Regions from separate parts of the Gossypium hirsutum genome. Here region 1 is linked to region 2. A link is a contact called in public Hi-C data. All regions are on one chromosome and are shown on one strand. Each heading gives the region's core, a stretch centred on a gene start, on an enhancer-like site or on the middle of the called end of the contact. The rest is flanking DNA. Distances are from core to core; before and after follow the strand shown.

Evidence for each region. A called contact is a pair of places that touch in the nucleus more often than the background predicts.
Region 1: a Hi-C map of leaf shows a contact between it and region 2, with 2.1 times the contacts expected there. The contact joins the enhancer-like site here to the promoter of LOC107954904 in region 2. A contact is called at or near these places in 5 of 34 Hi-C or Micro-C datasets (all in leaf).

The regions. Positions count from the first base shown.
Region 1 is chrD07:48,421,342-48,424,041 of Gossypium_hirsutum_v2.1, reverse strand. No RefSeq gene overlaps it. Among protein-coding and RNA genes, the nearest start is that of LOC121219509, 20 kb to the right of the region's middle. Within about 2 kb of position 1,416, at least 1 of the 9 cell types and tissues checked has an H3K27ac peak or open chromatin away from gene starts, as enhancers often do. A contact at or near this core is called in leaf, where this site is marked.
Region 2 is chrD07:48,246,570-48,249,269 of Gossypium_hirsutum_v2.1, reverse strand. It overlaps LOC107954904 (cytochrome P450 714C2), which reads right to left and starts at 1,380. Exons shown (of 5, transcript XM_016890588.2): 1 at 793-1,380; 2 at 438-664; 3 at 74-321; 4 at 1-4. The coding sequence starts at 1,084.

The DNA.
Region 1 (2,700 bases), core at 167-2,666, 170 kb before region 2:
TTAAATAGTAATTAATTCAATATTATTTAATATATAAACTAAAAAATCAGTAATGTATCCAGAAAACTTTAAAATTATTTTAAATAATAGTATTTTAATTTTTCCATTTTTAACAAATATTTTAAATTATTTTCAATCCCTAAGCATTAGCGGCGCTTTACTAAAAACGCCACTAAATCCCCAAAAGCTAAGAAAATGGCGTCGTTGGGCTTAGGTCCCTTTGCGGCGCTTTCCCAAAAATGCCACTAAAGCCCTAAGCATTAGCGGCGCTTACTTAAAAATGCCACTAAAGCCCCGAAAGCTCAGTAAACGGTGTCGTTGGGCTTAGGTTTTTTTGCGGCGCTTTCCCAGAATCGCCACTAAAGCCCGGAGCATTAACGGCGCTTACTTAAAAACGCCGCTAAAGCCCCGAAGCTCAGTAAACGGCGTCGTTTGGCTTAGGTTCTTTTGTTGCACTTTACCGAAAACGCCGCTAAAGCCCTGAGCATTAGCGGCGCTTTCTTAAAAACGCCGCTAAATCCCCAAAAACTCAAAAAATGGCGTCGTTGGTCTTAGGTTTTTTTGTGGCATTTTCGTGAAAACGCCGCTAAAGCAAATCCCCTGAAAGCTCAGAAAACGGAGTCGTTAGGTTTAGGTATTTTGCGGCGCTTTCTGAAAAACACCGCTAATGCTTATTTTCAGCGGTGTTTTCCATGGTGCGCCACTAATGATCGATCTTTAGCGGCGTTTGTCATCCAACCGCTGCTAAAAACGCCGCTAAAAGTCTGTTTTGGTGTAGTGGTTCATTGTTTCAATCACATAAACAACCACCAAATTTTTACTTGTCTTCAAATGTCTCAACAATCTATATATATTTGTACATTATAGCTAGCATTTTACTCATAAAAGTATTATATATGCAGTTTTCTTTTCAATATCTCTCATTTGTTCACCATCATTATTATACATAAGTATCTAGGCCACAACGTAGATCCTATTAAAATCTTTTTTATATACACCTCTTAAAATTAAGGTAAGGGTTTTTTTTTTTTTTTTGGAATTCTTCCTATCTTTCACTCTTCAAGTTTGATTGATGTAATCAATTCCATACCTAACACAAGTTTAACAATGAAGGATATCACCTTTTACTTCTCACTGTTAATTCACCATATCAACCTACACCAAGCACGTCCCTTTCACTTTTATCCAACTTTATGACCAAGCATGGAATCGACCCCTCAAATGCATAATTGACGTCAATGTTTTTTATTGCACTTTTCCTATATGTTACGGCAAAGAATGGCTTGGTGTACTCAAAAAAGGAGAGAGTGTTGGCAACTTGCCATCCCCTGACAAGCATGTATAACTTGTTATTACACTTTTCCTAGATGTTACGGTAAAAGAATCGCTTGGTGTTTTCAGAAAAGGAGAAAGAGTTGGCAACTTGAGATCCCCACTCAAGCATCTATATATATAGAAAGAGTATACATAAGACACTGTAGATATGAGACCTTAGATTTTAAACAGCTAGCTTTTTCTTTTTTGGCATGGACGGTGGGGGAGAAAGAAAGAGTACAAAGTAATGAGAAAAAGGAAGTTTTTTTTTTTTTGGTTTTGTATTATTTATTAAGGGGTTAAATTACTATGCGGCACTTATATTTGGTTTGAATGTTCTATTTGGTATTTGGATTTTTGTTTCAAATTGGTACCTGAATTATTTGAAATTGATACTTGATTTTTTTTTATCCCCTATAAGTACCTAAATTTAATTTAAATGTTCAATTTTGTACATGATTTTCCTTTGTCCCAATTTAAATCCCTGTATTTTTATTAGAGCACACATGTCAAATATTAATTGGACCTCATAATATTGTTTAATTTAGATATTAAATTGAACATTGAAGCCAATCTTAGATACCGCAATGTGACAAATGATAAATTAAACCTTTATTAAATATTTAAAATATTTTAGATTTATTGTTATGAACATATAACTTTTTATGCATTAACAATTCACCTTTTTTTTTTGACATAATCATTTCATTCTGTATATTTTTTTATTCATTTGCTGTTGTGTTTACGTCATGTATTAATTATTGGAATAAAGTTATAGTTATTCTCTAAACTTGATAAATCCTCATAATTAGGTTTTAAATTTTTTTATTTATATTAGTCTCAAAATTTGATAGTTTTTCCTAATTTGATCATTAAACTTGAATTCGTTGTGCCATGTCATAACTTGATTATTTTTTTCTATATTTTTGTCTTTTTAGATTATATATGTTGAAACCACTTTTTAAAAACAAAAATAGTGTCGAATTTTATTTTGAAAATAAAAATAAAAAGAACGGGAGTTGTCACCGACATTTTTTGAGGTGTGATCGGATCGCCTTGCAATTCAATCGTTTTGATAAAATGTTTTAATTTTATAATGATTTTGGTCTACGGAATTCAAGAAAAACAGGCTCGGGAGTCAGTTACATGCAAAGAACGATTAGCACCCTCGTCATGCCCAAAATTGGTACCTAATTGATTAATTGATGTCTTAATGTCGAAAAATTGAAAATTCGAAAAGAAATTTTAAAATATGATCCTTTTATTAAAATTACTTAAAAATTTAAGGAATGGTGTATTTCCCGTTAATCGAGAACAAGAACTATATCCCATGAGTTATGACGCAATATCTTAAATCCCGAAACAAGAATAAACACCAAAATTTAT
Region 2 (2,700 bases), core at 131-2,630:
ATATCTGTAATAACCCAAAAATTTTAATACAAATTGCTTCCATATGACTTTGAAATTGCGAAAGAATGCTCACCTCATTCCAGGCACGCCAGTGGATAAACCTTTCTTGGACATGGCCTCCTGTAGAGCTCTTAGCTTCAAGAAGATTTCTTCTCCTTTACAATAATTACTTCCGAAACAGGCTCTTGAGATGACATCTCCAGAGAAGCTTCGCATATACTCGTCAATTTTGATGTCAGCAAGTCCACCCTCGACCTCTATTCTGGTCTTCCAAGAGTCCACTAGCGTAAATGTAGATTCGACAATCAGGTTCATCATTCCCTACAAGAGGTTTTATCTTTGTATTAATGTTTATATACACCTAGTACTGTATGTAGATCTGTAATCATAATCAATTTGATATATTTAGTGAATCATATGTTAATATATATTTATACCTTAACCTTGTCCATGTATAATTCGGGAGCAAGAATTTTTCTCTGATAAGCCCATATTGCCCCATTTGAAGTTAGAATTCCCTGACCAAGCAAAGGACCACGATCCTTTTGTTGATAGGAAGGCTTCCCCAAGGCTAAGGACGTGCATGTAGTAATCTCTTTCACAGCATCAGGTTGATTGACGAACAATATTTGAGTGTTACCAAGAGAAAACACAAATACTTTACCTGAAATTTAATGAAATTACTCCATCACTATCAGTGATAACTATTTTGGTAAATTAATACTCCTAAATTTCATTATAGACACCGACACGCATACAATTAAGAGGTATGCAATACATTATTATACATACCATATTGTTTCCTCCATTGCTCAAGGAATGGAAAGAGTAGCGCACCGCAGTTGTGAGTGGCAGGGTTTTGCATGCTAGGAACCTTAACAATGCTGGATTGTGCCTTCTTTATCTCTCTTATGTTTCCGATTAGCAGACTCGGAGGCGGCCCTTTGATGCCTTGCTTGAGTAATCTTGCTCGGAGCTTCATTGGCTTCACCACCAGCTCATGATACAAACGTAGGATCAATCCAAGGAAAGCAAGCAGCACAAGAGAAACAAAAATGTTGACATAATACTCTGTAAGTTCCATGTCGGAAGTGGTGATGGCTTTGGAGGTTGTTTAGACGCAAAGGGAATTATATACAGGGAAATTAAGGAAGGGAGTAGGAAGGTTTGGTAGCAAAAGAATAAAGAAAGAACTGTATGTAAGACTTCTAATGTATGGTATTTGTGGTCAATGTAGTGTGAAAACCCTTTTTCTAAGGGCCAGTAACATGAAAGGCAGCATGGTTTTGAAGCTTTCTAAGATCCATAGTGAAGGTGCGAAGTTTTGCTTAATTATTTGAAGCCAACAACACAAAAAAAGAAGTGGTTAAGAGCTATTGGGATTCAAGGTCTAAAAGTCTTGTAGTGTATAAAAAACTAATATTAATTATTTGTTGGAATTTGGAAAATTACTTAACTTTTCTTTTAACTGGGAGGAAAATTACTTTACTCACTTTATTTCATTTTTAAATAAAAGACAAAAAAGAGAGCACCAAGTTCGGGGTTATTTCCTTTATTTCTGCCACTACCAAGTGCTAAATGACTAATGGCTCCCCCATGATAAAGTTTGGTTTAAAAAGGTGGAGCCATAGTAAACAATGTCGACCTTAAAGCTTAAAGTCCTATCAATGCTTTGTACGTGGTTTATTTTTTCAATATTATAGATTATATAAGAATAGTTAATTTTTAATGTTTATCCTTATATTTCATTCAAATTTAAGATTTAAGCTCTATATTTCATGTAATAGGTAAATTTAACCTGGGCTCACAAAAAAAAATATACCCAAAATAATAAAATAAAGTCTAAGTCCAGTCCAAAATTATATCATTTGGCCCGATTGGAATGACCCATTACTTGAAAAGGTTGAAGGTCCATCTACAAGCTTGACGCATATGAAAACATAATCTTCAAGGATATGCAATCTTAGATATGATATAATTTAGTAATCTTAGAGATTTAATTTGTAGAAATCCCTTAATCTTAGCTGTTCATGTAATTGATCTGTACCGTTGGATTTGGGGAGGCTCAACTATAAATAGGGGCCTCTCCTTTCATTGTAAAACACTTGAGTTTGGAGCAATAATAATTTTTAAGAGCATTCACTCAAATTTCTCTCTCTTGCGTTCTTATTTTCTGTGGCTTGTTCTTATTTTGTTCTTCGTTCATCTTCGTTTCTTTTTAAGTTGCTTTCATTTGAGTTAGATTTTGGTGGAGGAATTTCGTTGAATCTTCATATTGTGAGAGTTAGGCTGACTTAAGCGTTGTTTTTAACCTTTTATATTTATCCATTTAATTGTTTAATCATTAATTATTCTTTTACTTTTATTCATTTATTTATCCATCAACTTTCTTATTTACATATTGTTCATTCATTTAATCATTCTTATCATTCTTTTATTTTCTTTCATTAATTATATACTTTATTTTTTAATATTATGTCACACATGTTGTTTATTTTTTAAAAACTCGTGTTATAAACCATTCATTTTAAATTGTTTGATTATTTGCTCTCTTTTTTCCATATACTATCTATTATCAATTGCAAATTTTTTTTATACTATCTATTTTATATACCATTTATTTTTAAGATGTTATATGTATAACTTGTTCTAAATTCCTTATTACACAACATTTATTTTTAAACTCATTTATATATTATT